2 separate regions of the Sus scrofa genome follow, and region 1 is linked to region 2. A link is a contact called in public promoter capture Hi-C data. All regions are on one chromosome and are shown on one strand. Each heading gives the region's core, a stretch centred on a gene start, on an enhancer-like site or on the middle of the called end of the contact. The rest is flanking DNA. Distances are from core to core; before and after follow the strand shown.

Region 1 (6,197 bases), core at 1,932-4,431, 710 kb after region 2:
AGAAGGGCTTCAAGATATATATGAAAAAGCCACATAAATAGTAACTAGTACACTAAATAAGTATACACTAAAATAATTCTCCACAGGAGGCAATATAATGTAAACTACCTGTTGGCATTGTAACCTTCAGTTTGTCACTCAGCCTTTTATGTCTTCCTGATCTGTAAAACTGAAAACTGAAAACTTGTAAAGTACCTACACTTTACAAGCTGTCTGAGAATTAATTAAAACAGTGCCTAGCACTTGGTGCTCAACAAATGGTGGCTATAATATTTATATTTAGTATCACCTGATAATGTTACTAACTGAACTTCGCATGCTTTTGGTTTAAACAGTATGTTATCCCATTTTCCTTTTTCATGTTTTCAAATACTGACAAGGAAGAAAAAAAGATGAGATATCCAAAGAGATATCAACACGGTTGTAATATTTGAGGATAAAATGAAAAAATATATTATACATGAGGGGTACATTTAATTAAAAAAAATTTTTTTTTCTTTTAAGGCTGTACTTATAGTATATGGAGGTTCCCAGGCTAGCCGCTGAATCAGAGCTGCATCAGCTGGCCTACACCACAGCCACAGCAACGCAGGATCTGAGCCTCGTCTGCAATGTACACCACAGGTCATGGCAATGCCAGATCCTTAACCCACTGAGCGAGGCCAGGGATTGAACCCACATCCTCATGAATGCTAGTTGGGTTCATTAACCACTGAGCCACAACGAGAACTCCCAACTTAAATATTCTTTTATACTATTTGTTTTTCAAAGCCTTAGCCTCCTTTGACAAAAAGGTTTATACAAAATTACTTTCCACTAGAAAACTGATTTTATGAGTTAAGACTTAGAAAGTTGAATCTGATTCTAAAGCACTGCAACTTATTGAAAGGAACCTCTGGATAGTCAAATAACCTAACGTCGTTTTATGTGTCTATCCCACAAAAACTCTGAATAGATTGATTTTTTTTTTAAAAAAAGACTGTATATATAATTATATTCACTGATAATATTATGACTATTATCAGACTTAAATCTTCACAGAGAACAGAAGTATTTTAATATCATAAAGAACATATTATTGGAGTTTCCGTCATGGTGCAGTGGTTAATGAATCTGACTAGGAACCATGAGGTTGTGGGTTTGATCCCTGGCCTTGCTCAGTGGGTTAAGGATCTGGCGTTGCCCTGAGCTGTGGTGTAGGTCGCAGACACAGCTCAGATCCCACATTGCTGTGGCTCTGGTGTAGGCCGGTAGCTACAGCTCCAATTAGACCCCTAGCCTGGGAACCTCCATACGCTGCGGAAGCGGCCCTAGAAAAAGGCAAAAAGACAAAAAGAAAAAAAAGAAAAAAAGAAAGAACACATTATTTTAGCAGATGAATGATCACATGTGAAGGTATTTATTGGGTACCACAAATGTTCTGATCGGGTGACACTACAGGAAGAATTTAAAATTAGTATTTAAAATATTTTAGTAAAACTGTAAATATCCAAATGGTGACTTGTATTTGCAAGGTTAAACTTAAATTTATAATGATTTCTTCAAACCATTATACTCTTATATTTCATTGCATTTAGTATAGTTTGAATTTCCTGAACTCCAAATCTGTCATTTTTACTTATTGGCAAATAATTATATAGACAGTGAAATACTGGGATAAGAAAAAAACAAACATCTACCTCATTATTTAGAAAAAACCATTTCAAGAGACAGATTTATGTGACTACATTTTTAAATTTCTGTTTTAAACAATTAAGGATCCCTCCTACCCACACCCCGAGGTATACATTTGGGACAGAAATCACTTAATAGTCTCAAACTTCTGAAGATGTTCAAGGTAGCCAGTTCAAGGCCAATTACAAATCATTGGCAACATTAATGGTCTGGTGTTATCTAGTCTCAGAGTTTCAGTTTGTTACTCTTCTCCAAGAGTCAACAAAGAGAACACCAGTTTGGAGCTTTCCTAATACCTGCGTCACAGCCATGGGACACCTGAAATGGGTCTTTGCAGCTGCCTCTGCCTCGTGAGGACCGGACAGGTCTGGAACTGTGTTTTCAAACTTTATGAGGCAAGAGGATGAGTAAATATTTCTTCTTACCTATTTGCTGGAGAAATTATTTTTCTCCTTTTGTGGGAAGAAAGTGAAATATATAACTTCTAGATGTCTAATATATAATCCAGATCAGAAACTCTGGCATTTGTCAGAAACATGACTTTAACAATAGTCATTTTATAGATATCCTTTTATATGTACATGTTATCAATGCCTTCGAAATTCTTTTTAGAAGTAAAATATTTGTAGGGGAAAAAAACTCAGGATAAAAAATAACATTTATTTCCTTTCACCAAAATAGGATGTTCACTGCATTATAAATACTTTAGCATTGATACAATTTGCTTTTTTGAGAACATCTCCAAATTACAAAAAAAGAATTTAATCTTTTTCTCTCCAAACCACATTTAACAAGAAAACAGCTTGATACGATAAATCTGGTTTTTAAAAAAAACTAGAATATGCTAAAATGATTTCTAATATTTTTCTATAAATGTCTCACTCAAGAGAGATTGAAAGTAATTGGAATTTCCAGCTAAGAAAAATGCTAACTTTCTTAATTGGAAAATAATTTGAGGACTATAATTAAAATGTTCTCAGAATAATGTATTCACAAAATCTACATTTCAAATAAAGCTACTGATGTTAATAACAATTTACAACCATAATCTTAAATTAGAAAATAAAATTAATTTATAGTGCCTCAAAGATATCCCAACTCAAGATGTAACAGAGATCAGAAAACAAAGTTTTAAGGCAGTAAATATACATGCAATTAGAACCAGAGTTTTAAATACTCTGACGAACTTCACAGGTAAATCTTTATAGTTTAAAAACAAAAAACAAAACAAAAAAACAAGCTCCAAGGAATATAGAAAAGATTTTTGTTGCCACAAGCAGGGGGTGAGGGTGGGAGAGAAATGGATGAAGGGAGGTGAAAGGGTACATGTTTTCAATTATAAGACAGATAAGTTCTGAGGATGTAATGTAATAGCAGAGTGACTGTAGTTAATAATACTGTACTGCCTATTTGAAAATTGATAAAGAGTAGGTCTTAAGAGTTCTCATCACAAGAAAAAAACTGTTTTGTAACTATGTAGGGGGATGGATGTTAAGTAGACTTACTGGGATGATCCTTTTGCAATGTTTGCAATATTGGATCATTATGTTGTACATCTGAAACAAACACAATGTTATATATTAACTACACCTCAATTTAAAAAAAAAAAAAAAAAGGACTTCGCTCATGGCTCCAAGGGTTAAGTGTTGTCACCGCTGTGGCTCTGGTTACAGCTGTGGCACAGGTTTGATCCCTGACCTGGGAACTTTCCCATGCGGTTGGGTATACCCCCAAAACAACAACAACAGCAACAATGCACTTGGTTTTCTGAGCATTCTTCAATAATGTTAACAAATACTCATTTAGTGTTTTTAGGTCTTGGGCACTAGGCTAATTGCCAAAGATAGAGAGGTGCACAAGACACAGCCCAGCCCTGTGGGACTCATATTCTTGTAGATAAGTTAAGGATTGGAAGATAAGAATTCTAAAACTGAAAGTGACTCTAGGCTGAAGTGTTATCTCAGTTTTGGCAACAACACTGCCAAAAGTACCTTGGTAAAAATGGCACAAAAACTACTACTATTGAATACTTTTTGGAATCCTAAGTCTGCAGCTACTATGTGACCTGGTAGTAACAAACAATGTGTGATTTTTAACATCCAGAAAGATAGCAATATGGGCTCACTAACTAGAGAGCCCAGCAGTGGCCCTAAAGCTCTCTGTCAGTAAATGTGCAGGATAAAATGCTGTCAGCAACTAAATAGCTATTGCATAGAAGTAGAGAGGGTTTTGGCTTTCATGACAGTTAGTGAGTTGTTGTTGTTGTTGTTTTAAAAGCTTCTTTCACTTTTTGAGTCTACTTTCAACAAAGAAATAACCATGCCTGCCTTTATTACTGCTATGAGACATTGAAAATTCGCCTCTTCCCTTACAGTACAGAAAACTGAGCTGGTAGTCATTAATATGTCACACAAATCTAGATCTGCTTCATTGCTTTCTCTCAATTTCTCACTCACCTCCTTTTTTTTTTTTTTGTCTTTTTGCCATTTCTTGGGCCTCTCCTTCGGCATATGGAGGTTCCCAGGCTAGGGGTCTAATCGGAGCTGTAGCTGCCAGCCTATGCCAGAGCCACAGCAGTGCAGGATGTGAGCCGTGTCTGCAACCCACACCACAGCTCACGGCAACGCCGGATCATTAACCCACTGAGCAAGGGCAGGGATTGAACCCTCAACCTCATGGTTCCTAGTCGGATTCGTCAACCACTGCGCCACGACGGGAACTCCACTCACCTCCATTTTTTTCTGCTTTTTTTTTTAAATCCACTGGGATCTTACCTTTATTTCTTTCTCTATCCTCAAACCACATGAAATCATTTGGAAGATAAGAGTAGGTGTGGAGAGAAGGCTCCCTTCCATTCTTGAGAATTAGGGTTTTTTGGAAATAGAAAATAGCTATGCTTGGCTCCATAAAACATCTTACTTCACTTCTCATTTATCTTTTCCTATACTTTCTTCCTCTCTCTCCCCAGCAACTTTGACATCTCATCATTTTCTGCCCTTCCAGAGCCACTCCGAGGGCCATCATCAACTCAAGGGCAGGTAGGCTTCCTCACCATCACCTGCATAAATGTGGCTGACATAAGGCAGCAGTAGCTGGACAAGCAGTGTTTGCCCAACTGTGAGTTGTGACCCATATTCTAAAAGAGAGGTTAATTTAGTGGGTTGAGACCTGTATTTAAAAACTAAATCAATGGAAAAATAAATAGAACAGAATGGTAAATATAGTGGTTACATCACACTTACTTTAAAACTCTGGTTTATGTTGTGTGCGTATAGATATATGTATGTGTACTAGAACTCAATGCAAATACACTTGTCACATCCCTATAGGTCATGCTCAAAAGTTTGGAAGCCACTAAACTAGAATATTCCATTCTAGGGCTTGTATCTTTAGTTGATAGAATATTTCAGGTATTCTAGAGATTTAGAATATGCATGTTAAACTTCTTTTACTAAAAATGTTGACCTACAAGCCATACATATTCTAAAACATCATTAGTCAGTAAACAAACCAAATCAGTTTTCCTAGTTTTTTTTCAATATTTCATGAGAGAGACCCAAATAAATACTTTAAGTTTAATTTACCCTGAAAATTAAAACTGACAAATTATTAGCTATTTAAAAAAAATATTTTACGTAACAAATAAAAATCTAAGCTCAATAGACCTAAAAAGGGAAAATATTCTACTTTTTTAAGTTGAAAAAAGTCTGAGGGTACTGTTTGATGGATTTTCAAATATAATTTCAAAAATGAAGACGAGATCATTATTTCTTTGCATCTATTGTGTATGCATATGAATACAAACATCAATCTTCTATTTCTTTGGCTGGAAAGAGATTTTTTTAAATTGAAGCTTAGAAAGCTTAGAGTATGAAACTGTGACTAATGGCACCCAGTCCCTCAGCAGGGATGGAACCAGGCTCAGAGGCAGAGAAGAAATCAGCTGTACTGACTATAAAATAACTGCCTCAGAATACTGGTGATTTTCCTTACTTTCCACATATGGTGGCTGCATGGAATTCGTAGTTAAAATATAGAAGACATTTTTTAGCCATTCTGCAGTGTCAAAATGGGAACTGTATGTGACTCAGCCTCACAGCTTCACACACATCTTGGGCTGTCAGAACTGCAAGAGGCAACCAATACCAAGCCCTGCAGGGAGGGACAGCCCTGTGGCCTTGAGACTTTCCATAACAACCCTTGAGTTGATTAAAAGTGATGCTGACAGGCTTCAATCCTTCTTGCTTTTATGGATTCTGGCTGCTAAGAGCAGCCTCCAGAACTAGAAACCTATGAGAATAGCATTAAGATTTTTACTGGACTGTAAAATGCTTTAGAAAACGACATAGAATAAGAGTTATAAAATGTAAACTATTATTTAAACTTGACCATGTCTACAAAAATAAGGTATGAGTAATAAAGTACATATTCACTGAGTTAAGATAAAGGTATTATGCAAAGATATACAGAAATGCTCACTCCTCTGCTCCCCAGAAACTTCTGACAACCTGAAAGCATACAAA
Region 2 (6,226 bases), core at 2,388-4,887:
AACATAAGTGTGATCTTAAGACTGCCTGGTGGATTTGAGCCAATCCTTTTCTCCTGGAAATTACCCCCACTTGACCAAGTTTACTAATGTCTCTGAGTGCCTGTAAGGTCTATGGAGTTAGCAAACAAGCATTTCCAGTGAAGCCCCGAAATCTTCAGCATCCTATCATTTGTGAGGCCTTACTTAGATCACACATACTGTAATGTGCATTGGACAAAGACCCATCCCAAGAGTGTGAAAGAATAGAATCCACTGGTTTTTGTTCCTTCAGTTATTACGTGTTTCTACATTTTCAAAACGTGCTTATTCAAGCTCTTAAAGATATCAACAAATCTCATTTTTATAAAAAAGGGATTATTGGCCACGATTCTTCTTTGACTGTCTCCCATTTGAATTCTGGGCAGCCTCACAAACTAACAAGAGGTGTAGTTGTGCACAAATGAACTGGTAAAGACGCTTGGGGTGTGTGTTTTAAATAACAATGCAAATTTTAAAAAGCCTTTTAGGAAATCAGCAGCTTTTGCAGTCCACCTGCAAAACTGTTCACTTTACAATTTTTTCCTCCTGTTTAATGTGTTCCTCTCTTTCCTTGTTCCTCAACCCTTGGCATATAGTCTGATATGGAAATGCCTTCCCTATTTATTCTGTCTGGTGTTGTTTCCTCTGAGATTGGCAGGTAGTTCAAATTTCATTTCCTTCTATGCCTCAAGGAAAAACATTTGTCCCTAATTCCTACTTTTCCTATTTATATTTTCTTTCCCTGCCAAGGTACTTTTTCCTATAGTTCATCTTCCCTCTTTCTTGCATCTCCTTACAGTTTCTAGGTCAGATGTACTCTTCCCTAGTTATTTTCTTCTTTATCCCAGCTTCCCTCTACTTCACTGTCTAGTTGGTGGGAAAGATGAGTTATGCTGTGAAGTGGTAGATAGCTCAATTTCTGACACCAAGAATCCCTTTCCCTACCCATTTTCACTCTAAAAGGATTCAAAGAAAATGAGTCCAGATCAAAGATTGAGTATAAACTAACTATCTCTCAAAAGCAACAGGAGAAAATTTCCCCCAAATCTGCACCAACTGCTAGTTCCTTTCTGTCTTGCATATTTGCACTGGGAAGGAAGCGTTTAGGTCTGTATTTGGCGGGCAAAAGAACAAGAAGGGCTTCTGTCCCCATCACCCCACTGAAAGGGCTCTGGTCGGGTTGCCTGTGACCTCCATACTGCCAAATTCAGTGGTCACTTCTGTGTCCTTACCTCTCCCCGGCACAGCCTCACTCATCTTCTCCTGCTGTCCTTCCCCATGCTGGCCACTTCTGTGCAATCTTCCTGGCTGACCCTTCTCTACTTCAAATGTCCATGCCTCAGAGTCTGGCCCAGTTCTTCTCTCTTCATTCAACCTCTTTCCTTGGGAATCTCTCTCTCCTCTCTCTCTCTCTTTTTTTTTTTTTTTGCTTTTTAGGACTGCACCCACAGCATGTGGAGGTTCCAATGCTAGGGGGTGAACTGGAGCTATAACTGCCATCCTACACCACAGCCACAGCAACATCAGATCGAGCTGTGTCTGCCACCTACATACACCACAGCTCAGGGCAACGCCAGATTCTTAACTCACTGATTGAGGCCAGGGGTCAAATCTGCAACCTCATGTTACTAGTCAGATTTGTTTCCACTAAGCCAAGATGGGAACTCCTGGGAATCTCATTTTTAAATATCATTTGTATCCTGAAGACTTCTAAGTGTAAATCACCAGTCCCAATCTCTCTCCCAAACTCCAGACTTGAAGAGATCTGGTTGTGCCGACATCGCTGAAGCTTTCCTCTTGATATCTCCAAGAGGTTATCGGATATCTCCTCTTGAAGAGGCATCTCACCTTGAACCATGACCAACCCAAACAGCATTCTTTACTCCCACTGTCCCTCACCTCCCTAACATGCTTTTCTCTCATCCTTTCCAATTCCGGCAAGTGGCATCTCCCTCCACCAGTTGCTCAGTCTGAAGTCATACCCCAACCCCACCTCTCACCCACCACCATTTAGCTCTACCTTCAGAGTACATGGGGAATCCATTCACTTTTCACACCTTCACTGCTGCTACCCTTGTCCACGCTACTCTGTTTTATTGGATGCATGACTCCGTCATTTCCAAAGAGGTTTCCCTGTTTCTGCTCCTGTCCTTATTGTGGGACTTTGTTCACATAGCAGCCAGAATAATTTTCAAAACTGTAAGTCGAATTGCATCATATCCCTTCTTAACCACCCCCCTGGAGGTCCCCTATGCCTATTCTACCCAGAAAATACTTTTCTTCTTTGCATTGTCTAGTACTTTTATTTCCACCGTAGCCCAGACCTGTAGAAAAGGTTCAGCCTCGCTGCTGTCTTGTTCCTTTCTCATAAACAACATGAACAAGAATATTTATAGATCTGAAAATCCTTTAAAGTATTTATTTCTGTGCAGGTAGAAAACTTCCTAAGTAACTCCCTCTTTTTGGAAGCATGGAGGGTGGGAACTTCAGGGACCAGTGGTGTTGTTTGCTCCTATTATCTGATCAAGGATACTGGAGAGAGTTGAGAAAAATAGTGGGAATTTGGAGAGATGGAGATGAAGAATATAATGAGAAAGTAAAACATGGCACAGGGGTTAAAAATGGGCACAATGAATAAATTCTTTCTTTTATAATTCGTATTGTAGTAGAATTTTATAAATTGAGTTGCTGCAGAAAAAGGAGTAATAAAATGATATTAATTAGTATCATACTAGTAATTATACTATTTGTCCCTGAATTTATATAATCTTTCTGCAAAAAGCTAAAAATGGTTTCAAAAGCGCTAATAATATTATATTATTGGGCAATGTGTCTATAATAGACATTAATTATATGGTATTAAACCAATCCACAGAGCTTTCTAAAGGTATAATAGGCTAATAAAACACCAGAAACCTAATTGCTACTCTAAGAATTTAGAATTAAAATTAGCTTAATGATAGGAAAAATTTTAATAGGAAAAAATATCCGCAGAACATTTGCTCTGATATAGTTTTTCACTGTAAAGAATATTAAAAATATCAATAAAAGCAAAATAAGTATCCAGACCTTATTACACAAATATCGCTGTTAAATTTCTTCTTTTTCTAAGCTATCTTATTGTGTGGTTTTCAGAGCCTTTTATAAGTCAGCCACTAGAGAGCAAACTTCTTCTTTTTATCAGTCTGCAGTATTATTAAAAAAAAAAAATACATACCACGTGTATATACCGGCACTCTTAGAATAGCCTATTATCTCAGACTGTAAAATCTGATAATATAGCTTCCGAATGCCTGGGGCAGTGGGCGTGGGGGATGGAAGTGGGGAATTTTAAGGCCTTTATATTAAAAACATAAGAAAGAACAAGATAAGATGTTGTAATGTTGAACTACCTTCCTGGAGTGAAAATGAACCCTTCTGCTAATGGAGCTTAAAGTCTTAGGTTTCATCCCCTGTAATAAAATACGATAGGCATTGTTTGGTCTGACAGGCATCCTGGGTCTTTTATTCCAGGCGAGGGTAATAGAAATGATACTGGAGCTCAAAGAAATGATACTGTTTCCAAGTAGAAATGTGGATAAATTACATTGTCAGTTACATTACAGCCTTTCACTCCAGAGGCCTGAGTCAGGCAAAGAAAGCTGCCAGTGGAGGAACTTTCTCATCTTTGCACAAACTCCCACTATTGACATTCCTTCCAAAGGTCAGTATGAGCCCCAAAGATCAATACACAGGCAGATCAATCTGCTAAAGGGTGCCAGAGAACAGATGAGGGAACGTAGGAACACTGGGGACTCTCCCCCAACTTACCAGGCCCCAGAAGTTATTTCCCAGGCAGCGTTTTGACCAAGATTGACAGAAAAAGTGAGTAAAGCTGCTTTCTCTTCTGTGTTCTGTTAACAGGACCCTAGGAACTCACCGCTGAATAGTCATTGGAATCAAATTTCATCATTCTCATCTGGGCTTTGGGATATTTGAGGATTTACCACCTAGAATTTGGACTTTTGGGGTATTTTTACAAAATAACGATAGTTAGATTATACCAGCTATCGAAGAAGGGAGATTTCAAAACCTTCCAAGGAAACACTTTCGGGGGTTTATAGGCTATTCCTCTTAGGCAATGTATATTTTCTGTCGAATTGACTCAAGTGGAAGTGTCAATATTTGAACAATTTGGCCTATAAAATGGCAATTTTGCAGGCTTTGGCCTAACACATGATACTACAGGGTCTTCTGTGGAGAGACCTCCATCCCCAGCTCAGGTTTCCATCAGCCATCGTTACACACCTACCACGCTCTCAGTGCTGTCCCCGCGCAGCTCTGGGAACAGGAGCAGGAGCAGGGACCACTTCCCTTCAGGGCACTGTGGTGAGTGCTCTCAGACATTAAGGACCAGCAGACCAGTCCTGCCTTTGCAGCGCTTGCATCCTAGTGTGAGGAGTGGACAGGATTGCTCACTCTAAGGAGGATGAGGCCGTGCTATGTTCTCTAGAGTTGAACAGCTGTGGGACCAGGAAAGGGGGCTGAGATTCGGTCCTGACTGGGGGATTCCTGGAGTCTTCACGGAGGAAGGGACACTCCTGTTTGGGAGCTGATGCTTACCTGGGAGAGGTGATGATTTAACTGGGACTTGAAGAATGCTTAAGCTTGTTCTTACAATTTCTGTCAGAAAGCTGCAGCCAAAATTGTTAGTATCCCCAGGTGGCAGTGGTCCTTCTAGAACCACACGAAACTTGGCACAGTGTGGAGGCACCCTCCCAAGCCCCTGAGCCACTGCGATGTAGTGGCTGGGAACACTGACCCTGGAGCCAGACTGCCCTTATGGAATGTCTGTGTGACCTCGAGTAGTTTATTCAGCTTCTCTGTGCCTCAATGTCCTCACCTGTAAAATGTGGGTAAGTGATAGGACCTATTTTCGGTCTCCTCTGGAATTCTGACAGGGCTGGACATTTCCACAGGTTTATGGGTAACCTAACAAAACTCTTTTCACAGACTCACTAAGGGAGCCCCAAGGAAAGAACTTCGGTGAGCAAGACTTGAGGAAGAGGGCGTTAGGTATGTGTGTGTGTAAACTTTAGGTTTACAAGCAAATAAATGAAATCTCGAAAGGACTGTTTTGACTTCCATCTAAAACCCCAGGGCCCTGGTGGAATGCCTCTTGTAGCGGGTAACTCAGGGCAGCTTTGGTGGACTGACTGTTCCAGGGGCCAAAGGCCAGTGTTGTCACCTCCGAGGCCCCAGGGCTTCTGCTGGGTGGCAGAGGCCACTGGCAGATCCTTACACAGTGGAAGCAGCTCCCTTGTCTGATACTACCTGGCATTGTTCTTGGACATATTCGAGATAGCCCCTAGGAATGTCCAGAAATTTGGTGGTGGGGTAGTGTGGATGGGGTGGGGTAGGGTGGGTCGGCGAGTTTGGAGTTGGGGGAGATGGGAGCCCTTTGCAAGGAGAAGGGTCCTATAATAGGAGGCAAAGTGAAAGTCTGAGAAAGGAAGGGTCTGACCTGATGCCCCATTTGCATCTTTCAGGCCGCTGTGGTCCAGGACACGTCAGTTACATGTGAATCCCTTCTGGCAATTCAGCAATAGCCATTGTAACTTTCAGGTCAGAAAAGTTTTTTTTTTTTTTTTTTTTTTTGTCTTTTTGCCATTTCTAGGACCGCTCCCTCGGCATATGGAGGTTCCCAGGCTAAGGGTCAAATCGGAGCTGTAACTGCTGGCCTAAACCAGAGCCATAGCAATGCAGGATCCGAGCCACGTCTGCAACCTACACCGCAGTTCATGGCAACGCCGGATCCGTAACCCACTGAGCCAGGCCAGGGATTGAACCTGCAACCTCATAGTTTCTAGTCGGATTTTTAACCACTGAGCCATGACGGGAACTCCAGGTCAGAAAAGTTTTTAAAAAGTTCTGCCCATGCCTAAGAAAATAATATATCTTGTGAGTAGTTAAAATTAGATTAAAATTACCCTTAGCTTATCATGCAGTGATAACTACTTTTGATGTAAATGTATTTTGATGTATTTCCATGTAGATTTTACCCTGACAAAAGACATGTATATTTGGAATTTGCTAAATTCGGTAAATGTATTTAAATACTTATATATCAATATAAAAATTTTACCATTTTTTATCCCCCTTTTTTCACTTAAAGTTATATGTTGAATATGTTCCTACATTAACTATTATTGAAAATATTGTTTGGAGT

The links. Promoter capture Hi-C pulls out the DNA fragments that hold promoters and counts their contacts.
Region 1: a promoter capture Hi-C map of liver shows a contact between it and region 2, with 6 times the contacts expected there. The contact joins two enhancer-like sites. A contact is called at or near these places in 1 of 5 promoter capture datasets (liver) and 1 of 47 Hi-C or Micro-C datasets (embryonic fibroblasts).

Annotation. Positions count from the first base shown.
Region 1 is chr1:56,890,485-56,896,681 of Sscrofa11.1, forward strand. All of the region lies in intron 14 of RNGTT (mRNA-capping enzyme), which reads right to left. Among named protein-coding and RNA genes, the nearest start is that of RNGTT, 170 kb to the right of the region's middle. Within about 2 kb of position 3,182, at least 4 of the 83 cell types and tissues checked have an H3K27ac peak or open chromatin away from gene starts, as enhancers often do. A contact at or near this core is called in liver, where this site is marked.
Region 2 is chr1:56,180,969-56,187,194 of Sscrofa11.1, forward strand. No RefSeq gene overlaps it. Among named protein-coding and RNA genes, the nearest start is that of AKIRIN2, 110 kb to the left of the region's middle. Within about 2 kb of position 3,638, at least 5 of the 83 cell types and tissues checked have an H3K27ac peak or open chromatin away from gene starts, as enhancers often do. A contact at or near this core is called in liver, where this site is marked.